Linked DNA regions of Mus musculus: all the other regions are linked to region 2. A link is a contact called in public Hi-C and HiChIP or PLAC-seq data. All regions are on one chromosome and are shown on one strand. The core of a region is the stretch at or near the end of the contact, and the rest is flanking DNA. Distances in the headings are between cores, read along the strand shown.

Evidence for each region. A called contact is a pair of places that touch in the nucleus more often than the background predicts. HiChIP or PLAC-seq counts read pairs in DNA pulled down with a chosen protein or histone mark.
Region 1: a contact with region 2 is called in an HNF4G HiChIP or PLAC-seq map of pancreatic cancer cells. The contact joins two enhancer-like sites. A contact is called at or near these places in 3 of 115 datasets of contacts at active chromatin or transcription factors (bone marrow-derived macrophages, memory CD8 T cells and pancreatic cancer cells) and 1 of 9 other capture datasets (liver).
Region 3: a Hi-C map of bone marrow-derived macrophages shows a contact between it and region 2, with 48 read pairs. The contact joins two enhancer-like sites. A contact is called at or near these places in 17 of 39 promoter capture datasets (the 3T3-L1 cell line, 3T3-L1-derived adipocytes, the HPC-7 cell line and 11 more), 1 of 15 datasets of contacts at CTCF or cohesin (CD8 T cells), 6 of 484 Hi-C or Micro-C datasets (bone marrow-derived macrophages, embryonic fibroblasts, embryonic stem cells and 2 more), 7 of 115 datasets of contacts at active chromatin or transcription factors (T-cell acute lymphoblastic leukemia, bone marrow-derived macrophages, embryonic stem cells and 4 more) and 3 of 9 other capture datasets (adipose tissue, liver and pancreatic islet).

What each region holds. Positions count from the first base shown.
Region 1 is chr7:135,734,970-135,737,788 of GRCm38.p6, reverse strand. No RefSeq gene overlaps it. Among named protein-coding and RNA genes, the nearest start is that of Mki67, 20 kb to the right of the region's middle. Within about 2 kb of position 1,363, at least 185 of the 459 cell types and tissues checked have an H3K27ac peak or open chromatin away from gene starts, as enhancers often do. A contact at or near this core is called in bone marrow-derived macrophages and pancreatic cancer cells, where this site is marked.
Region 2 is chr7:135,608,395-135,611,413 of GRCm38.p6, reverse strand. All of the region lies in intron 2 of Ptpre (protein tyrosine phosphatase, receptor type, E), which reads right to left. Among named protein-coding and RNA genes, the nearest start is that of 5830432E09Rik, 42 kb to the left of the region's middle. Within about 2 kb of position 1,498, at least 72 of the 459 cell types and tissues checked have an H3K27ac peak or open chromatin away from gene starts, as enhancers often do. A contact at or near this core is called in the HPC-7 cell line, bone marrow-derived macrophages and pancreatic cancer cells, where this site is marked.
Region 3 is chr7:135,508,205-135,511,061 of GRCm38.p6, reverse strand. No RefSeq gene overlaps it. Among named protein-coding and RNA genes, the nearest start is that of Clrn3, 19 kb to the left of the region's middle. Within about 2 kb of position 1,596, at least 63 of the 459 cell types and tissues checked have an H3K27ac peak or open chromatin away from gene starts, as enhancers often do. A contact at or near this core is called in the HPC-7 cell line, bone marrow-derived macrophages and pancreatic cancer cells, where this site is marked.

The DNA of each region.
Region 1 (2,819 bases), core at 114-2,613, 130 kb before region 2:
TCCTCCTATATACTTTAAATCACCCTGCATTTCTTACAACGCCTGCTTATACACAAATCCCATGTAAATCATCGCTGTGCCTTTTTTAAAAGGAAGGAATGACAATGAAAATCTGTACCTGTTCCTTCCAGACAGGATTTACTTTCAAGTGCACCACACAAGTGGAGTTCATCTGTGCCCTCACTGCTATAGCTCTGAGCACTGGGCACTGCTCCTGTGAGAGGTGAAAAAGAACATGACCCTGGTTCGTGATGGTTTATGGGTACTCTTCGATGGGGCCACACTGCCAACTTGGTCTATGGAGGTTCCAGAGAGCATGTCTGGGGCCAGTGAATTTCAGAAAGACCTGGAGGTCACCTGCTCTCTTGAAAAGCATCTGTATCATGTGGGCCAAGCCTCTCAAGTCCCTGAAAGTGGGATTCCTTCTGTGCAGTGGGAATGGTGCCTGAGACTGCTGAGAAAAGTGATGAGCTAGGGCCCCAGCTCCTGCAGGGCACCATGTAAGTGAGGCTGGGCAGCTGCAGGAAACATTATCTGTCCTGCTGGATGTTCACACTCAGTCCTCAGGTGGCATCTGGATCCCAGATCACCATCTCTGGTCTATTAGGGGCTAGACTCTGCTCAGCTTTTTTGACTCATCTTATGGAGTCTACCCCAGGGTTACTGCCTCTACTACTGTGTGGTGGAGTGTCGTAGTTAGGAGTCAAGACATCTGTAGGAAGCAAGAAGGCAGGCAGCTGGAGAGGGTGGAGGGGAGAGGCCTTCAACAACAAACTAAACACCATAAGGGGAGAAGAAAAAAAGCCTCTTCGACACAGCCTAGCTTCAATATTGGAGGTCTCCATCTGCAGACACATAGTAGATTTATATTCTACTGCCAAAACAGGAGTGTGGTTACGGAAATAGTTTTAGGTTCTCTGGATTTGTACGCTTTCTTCTGTAAAATAAAAGCATAAACAGGCAAGCAATACACCTAGACATTTGGGCTCCAATTAAGAAGGCCCTGTTCTTAGGGTAGCCCCCAAGAGTGATCTCTCCCCGTGATTGCACCTTTGGACCTCTGGAGTATTCAGAGTGACAGGGTACAAAGTGGTTGGGAAGGTTGGGAGGAGCCTGAAACTCTCAGCAGGGTGCCCAGCCTGGAGCAGGTCCTCCTTGTCGACTGACTGTAGCCCTTCTAACTCATTGCTCTTGCTGTTAGTTCCTAAAAACTCAAGCAGTTTCGAAGTTAAAAGAACGTGTCCTGCAGCGATTCTCCTCTAGATGGCAGCAACACTCAGAACCCGCTAAAGCTCGCCTCCCAGGCCGCTGGCTCTGTAAATCCGGAGTGATCCCCTATGCAGGCAGCCTGCCTTTTGGACACTCCAAGTTCTTACTCCTCTTTAGCACGCTGCCTCCCACAGTAGACGCCGAGCATCTCAAACACTGAGTGGCTAATTACGCAGATAGGCCATGCTTCCAAATTGATCTTATTTTGCAGGCTGGTATTTTCTCATGCTATTATTGTTAAGGGGTGGTGGTGGTGTAAGTTGATCAACGCCAGTCATTGCGATATTGAGCTGCAAAGTTTTGAAAGTATTTGTTTCATAATGTGTGAGACAGAATATGGCTCCACTTCATTCACAGTTTTTCAGCCTACGGTGGTTATGTTCTAATAATCCTGTTCCAGCAGCCCTGAGGCTGAGTTTGGTTTTGTTGCAAGGTCCCAAGCAGGGCGAAAGAGCAGACAGGACTCTAAGACTCGCACTTCCCTCTTTGGCACAGGTCTCCCAGTGCATCACTGAACAGTGCAGTGTCTAGGCACTAACGCTAGGTGGAGACCTGAAGCTGCTGGCCTCTGGATGTCGCTTAAGCAGCCCCTAGTCGGCCGACTAGTCTTTAGCACGGGTCCCAGCGCAGGCAGGGCGAGGCTGGGCTCTGCACCTGCGCAGACCTCGGAGCTCCTGTGCCCAAGATTCCGGGTTGCACCTATAGTGTAGTGGCCCTAAGTGGCCGCCAGGTGACGCTGTGGTCCCAGCCATCGAGCTCCCAGGCCTCAGAGGCCACCGCAGTGATCTACCGTCTGTGCAGAGGGTGGAGCCTAAGTAAAGGGAAAACTGATCCTTTGCTCTGCCAGAAGATTCCAGAACGCTGGGTTTTTTTTGTTTGAAAGGCTAGCTATCCACCACTTTTGAGTTTAATACAAATCCTTTTTTTTTAAACACGTTATGTAACGCTGAGTTGATCTGGCTGGGGAACCTGACATCAGGCCTTGTCCTGTATTGAAATTTAAGCTCTACGTGTTAGCAATTCCTCTAAACTACAACAGCTTGCAACTCCACCCTTCAGGTAGTGCTAGCAGGCAAGCAAATAGCAAGACTGCTCCGTGCCTCCCCCTTCTCTTCCCTCACCCTCTCTCTTTCCACCTCCCCATCCCCCACATGTCCCCAGTGACCTCTTTCCCTCTTCCTCTCTCCTCTCTTTCTGTTCTTCACTGTTACCTTCCTTTCTCTGCCTCTATCCACTCTCCAGGTCCCCTTCCCATTCTTAACAATAAACCTTCTTCATATTAGGTCTATTACACGGCTGATCCCTCGGGAAGGACACCTTGGGCAGGCCAGCTAGGGTGCTCCCTCCCGCTGCACTATTACACCTCACCTGCCTCCTTTTATAAACACACCATTGAGGAGGCCAGGAAACAGGAATTACCAGATCTGGAAGGAGTTGAGACTTCATGCCCTCAGGGGTGCGGTGGGGCCTCTCCCTGCCTACCTACTGCCAGCCACGGGGAACCCCTTCCCAGAGAAGTTTAGCTGCTATTGTTTAGTGTTTGTTTGATT
Region 2 (3,019 bases), core at 249-2,748:
GTGGGCCCTGGAGAGCCAGGCACGGCCACCTGTCTCCTCTGGTCTGCACCAGCACCTCCTGAGCCCCGGCTCAAGATGTCAGGTTAAGAAGAGATTGGTATATTGGAGGGAGGGGAGTGGAGGGGGTGGGGCTCAAGGACAGAACTCTTGCCTAGGGTATGTTAGGCCCTAGTTTCAGTCTACCTTACCAAATAAACAAAAAGCAGCTCATTTTCAAAGCAGGACACTCTCAGCTGCTGTAGTTTTAGGAGTCTTCACTTGTAGCAAGACTGCTTTCTGGAGCCCCGCTTCCCCTGAAGTATGGTTGTCGTATCTCTTCAACTGTCTTATTAAAAACATTTACTCTGGGATTCTTATTAACAGTTAGTGTGTGTGCATGTCTATGTGTGTGTGTGTGTGTATGTGTGTGTGCTTATGTGTGTATGTAGTGCAAGTGTGCATATGTGTGTTTGTAGTGAGTGTGTAGTGTGTATGTGCATAGTATGTGCCTGTGGTGTGTGTGTGTGTGTGTGTGTGTGTGTGTGTGTGTGTGTATGTGTGTGTGTATGTGTGTGTGTGTGTGTGTGTAGGTCAGAGGACGAACAAGTTGAAGGAGTTGGTTCCCTCCTTTAATCACACAGGACCGAACTCCTGTCATCAGGTTTGAGGCAAGTGCCTTTACCTGCTGAGTCATCTCATTAGCCCTCATTCTTAAAACTGCCACTTTTGAATCATGACCTCCCACACCTAGCAGGCCACTCACCCTGCTCACCTTGCTGCTGCCTCTGTGAGCCGTTTGTTGGCTGCATTTTTCACCCTCCTGGATTCCCAAGTGCACAGGTTTCACTGTAAAATATGATACTGGGGTCTCACTGAGTTGGTTATAGGGGAAAGCCGGGACCACTTATCCAGCAGGCCCCCGGCTTAATGCTCAGGCCATCGAGGAGAGTCTCCTCATAAGGCCAGGGTGGTCCTCATTTTGATACCTCCTATAGGAGAGGCACTTGGTGAGTTTGGCAAGAGAGGGGACCAAAGAGGAGGAGCTGCTCTGGGGGATCAGTGTATTTCTCATACTGGTTTTTTTGGTCATGACCTGGCTGAGCAGACAGAAGCTGCGTGGAGTGAGTAACAGACATGAGGGAAGACACAACAATGGGGCAGCTCATGTTCCAGGCAGGCTTTCCAACAGGGATGCCTAGCACGAGACTTTCCAAGGGGCTCAAGATTAACACTAAAAAACCTGAAAACTCTTCTTAAAATTACAGAGCTCTGTACTATGATAAAAGAAACACTCTGGCTGTTTAATAGGCAGTCTCCTCTTGGGAGAACAGCACAGCACACAACTGTCATTTCCCAGGGCAGGTTAAATGCCATCCCTTCTGGGACATAGCTGGGTCCCTTTGTCTCCACAGCTGAGCACCACATTGCTCGGTTGATATCAAAAATAATGTTTTAAAGGAAACATGACTTAATACTCAGCTCAACAGGAGGAAAACACACAGCCACGGACAGTGAATCACTCATTAAAAATTAAATCAATCCGCCCACAACAGGAAACAGCATAAGGGAATGTCAGAGCTGGCTTCATATTGGAAGGAAGCCAAAATAGGTTTGTGAACTAGAAATTCCTGGGACTGACGGTGGGCACGGCGAACCTCTAGCATCTCAAAGACATACAATTTTCAATCTGACCTCTGCCAAACTCCCCAAGTGTGGGGCCGGGCAATATTGGGGTGGCCATGGTTTCTAAGCATATTAACTGGTCTTTGCAGTGAACCACACCCACACCCACCAGGGAAATGAAGCACCTTGTGGCTCCTGGAAAGGGTCCCGTAGACTGGCTCTGAGGGCAGGGGAGAGCCACCCTCTCGGTCTGCATCTCTGGGGATTAAAGGAGCCTCCGGCACACTGGATAAGTGTTAGAGCCACTCTGTAAAGTCAAAGTTCACAGAACCCCAGTGTTTGTTTATTCTTGTCGCCCGTCAGCAGCAGAATGGGAAGAAAACTGACTGCTTTTCAAATAAAAGTTTTCCATTAACAAAACCTTCCTACGGTGGCTTTTTTTTCTTTTTTAGCAGATTAAGAGCAAATAGAAGTGGACAGAGATGAGAGCCTCAGGACAGCTGCTGTCAAAACAGAGATTATCATCACAGAGATAATAATTTGCAAACCCATCCCAGTAAGGACTAACCTCACGGGCCAGAGCCTTGTTGATATACAGCAGTCATTATCTGCTGGGGACCGCTGTGGTTAGCTCAAATCCAGCTATCACAAAGTTTTGTCTCCATGAGACCTTTGTAAAAATCCTTATCCAGTCCTTCATGTCTCAGACCAGGAAGATGTGAATGACTCAGGTGAAGGAACACACCCAAGTCATTTGGCCTTTCTCAAACAAAACCAGCAGATCACTAGGTTACTGGTCTCCACTGGCTTGCCATCTGTCCCTATCCAGGTCTCCTCTAAACTCCTGCACAAAATTCACGTTCATTCTTGCTAAAACAAGGGCTCAGACGCTAGCCTTGCAAACTAAAGCAGACCTAGGGTCTAACGCTTGTTTCTCTCTCTCTCTCTCTCTCTCTCTCTGTGCGTGTATGTGTACGTGTGCGCGTGCGTGTGTGCGCACGCACGCATACATGAAGGCATGGGTGGAAACCAGAAGCTGATAGTCTCCCTTACTTGTTTTTTCTGTTTTTGAGGCCGAGTCTCTCACTGAACCTGGGGCTCACCATTTTATCTAGACCAGCTGGCCAGCGAGGCTCAGGAGTCTTCTGTCTCCACATCCCTGGTACTTGGATTATAAGTGTGTGCCACTAAGCCCAGCTTTTTATGTGAGTGCCAAGGATACAAGCTCAGGTCTTATGCTTGCATGGCAGGCATCTTACTGACTAAGTTGTCTCCCACTTTCCCCAGAGAACTTTAAAAAAAAAAAAACCATACAACTATGAGTCTGCAGGAGATACTGATAAACATTGGGCAAGGGAGTGGACAGGCTGTGCTGGGAGGAAACCCATCGAGGGTGTGAAAAGAGATTGGAAGGCTG
Region 3 (2,857 bases), core at 347-2,846, 100 kb after region 2:
TGAGCACTGAGAAGAGCAGGCTATTCCCCTCAGAGGTGCTTTTCACATCCAGCCAGCACTCCTCAGCACCCTCTCTCTCATACATGGGAACCAGCCTGTGGACTTGAAGTCAATTCACCATTGTTTAATGTCACATCTTCTACAATCCAAATAAGCAACTGGCTCAGTCTGTAGAAAACAGGGCTAACATCTCAGCTGGGAGAGGAGTAGGTCTCCCTGGTCTCTTAGCAACCCCATCCTCTCCCTACCAGGCAACCAGAACCCCAGAAACTCTTTGGGGTTCTGTTTGGGGAGGTGCCCTCAAACAAGGTCATCAGCCATGTGTGAAAGCTGACCCCTCATGCAGCTGGAGAAATGTGTGATCGCTCAGGAGTCTCAGCTCTCTCAGTACTTGGATGTCTGGCTATCGCAACTACATTAATGAGTAGCTTTGCCATCTCACTGCCAACTGTGGGAAGTGGCAGAGTCCGAGGTGTTGCCACTCCCTTAGCTCCTTACTCACAAGAAAGACATGAGTGAGTAACAGGAGGGGCAACCATGGATAACAGGCACCAAACAGGGAATCCTTGGAGCCAGGCTTCCGGGAGTCACCAAAGAGACGAAAGAGCAGCAATAGTGTCACACCCTGGCCTGGTGAGAAGGACCTGAGAGCTCATGCCAAGGGCCGTGCTCCATCCCCGGAACTGGGAGTCTGTAGTTTGTGTGGAAGGAGAGAAAGACACCAACATGGTCGCTGTTGGATTCCGCAGGCTACACAGGTCCCTCAGTTCTGTATGGGAACAGGCAACACACAGAAAACCTAAGCTTAGCAGCAGAACTGAAAACAGCTCTTAGGCTCTTCCACGCACATGTGACCTAGTGCTGCGAACAGTCATTGACACAACTACCAAGCTCCTGGTTTCTGTCCAAGAGGATGTGTGGCATTCCTGATGAACTTTTACACATAGACCAGGATGCCATGCTCTGTTCTATCCTGTTTGTACATCTCCTTCATTCAGCTTCTTCAGGCAAAGATACCCATTTGTCTTAGTGAGCCTTTAGGTGGACTTGGATGCTCACTCATCTGAGCTGGAAGGGGGTCTCTCCTACAGAGTACCCTATACACCCAGCAAAGGAGGAAGGAGGTATTTATAGCAGGCTCCACACTGCCAAGATTCATTCTGATGTTAAATGTTTATTAAAAGGAAGGAGACATGCTCCATATTTTCTAGCCAGTCATTGTCATTGTCACTCTTGAAGACTTCCCTCCTGCTTGTTAATCCTTTCCTGTTAAGCAGAACACATATCTCTGGCTGCCTTGGCCCCTAGTGGACTGGCCACCTGTCTGCTTCTCTTGAGACACAGCTGCTTGGACTAATATGGGTCTCAGGTAGATCACTGTGCTGTCCCTGGAGTCCCCTTCCTCAGTCAATGCCACACCCATGGCTCTCACTGTTTCCCAGATGCACACTGTATGCTCACCTAAACACTGCACACCGGAGATCCTATGGAGGGAGACCTGGCAGCAAAGGTACACACGGCTTTCTTGTCAGCCCCGTTTATAGTAGAGCCACTGTGAGTCAGGCTGGCTTGGCTGGGTATGGGTTGTCCCACAGTGAGCAAGAGGCTGAGCAGAATTATGAGTCATGCTCTCAGAGAAGCTGACAGTGGCCCCATGTGTGTATACAGTGGCTGTAAAAGTCAGAACTACATGTCCAGGACTAGACTTTGGACTCTACTCAGCTAACCCAGGCACATGTCATTTTAGTTACTGAGTGTGCTAGATTCTTACAATGTTGATATGGGTAGACATTCATCTTTTGATTAGAACTATAACCAGTTTCATTGGCGTGCAAACTGCACGTTTTCTTCCCTGGTTTCACAAAGAGGTCCTGGGTTTAAACTAGATTCACTTTTTCATGATGCCGTCATAGTGGTACCTAGAGATTATTCTGCTGGTGGCCATTGGTATGGCGGAGAGAGCAAATGCTGTGTGTCAGAAACTCAGGTCCAGTGGTTCCTCTGCAAGCAAGAGTTCACAGAGCAGTCACAGCACAGAGGACGCAGAGACTGGAGAGGAGTAAGGAAGAGGACAGTCAATGCCGTGCTTACGGAGCAGTGGACAGGGAGTCCATATGACAGGCGACAGGCAGAATGGAACTATGGGAGCCATGGGAGCTCTCAAGGGCTTCCTACACAGATGTAAATGAATAGTGGCCCAGAGACAGGGAGCTTTGGCTCTGCTGCCAGCTCTGACCTCAAACAAGGCTGACAGCAGCTTTGAAAATGATCTGCTGCAGACAAAGGGGCAGGCGAAACTGTGGTTTGCTTCTATCTGCTTCCTCATTTGAGAAATAAGATGAGTAAAGAGGCAGAAATGCTGGGATGCTTAAAGGTGTTTTTATTCTTTTTAATTTTATTGAGTTTATTCTTTTAAACATTCCCATGTAAAATGAATAAATTAACTAACTAATGGAGAAAGCCTGTGTAAAATGAATGAATGAATGAATAAATAAATAAATAAATAAATGGTGAAAAATCATATAAACATTAACTCTAACAGTGTCCAGTTCCCAAGAGTGTGGGTCATGAGGAACACTATAGAGAACTCCCCTGAAATCATTTTTGTGAACATTATTATTTTACAAACTTTTATATCAGTTGTTACATGGGGATTTTATATTTCTGGAGAGTTCTGTAGAAATACTCGTTTTTAGCATTCACTTGGCAAAATACATTGAGTGGGTGATGGGGATGGATATTATGATGGTGGTGATGAGCTAGAAAGGCTCCTCTGGACATGTTTCCCAGCTGAACTCCAACCAAGCTAACAAACACATTACCACCACCTCAATGTCATGGCTGAAGCAGTGCTCTC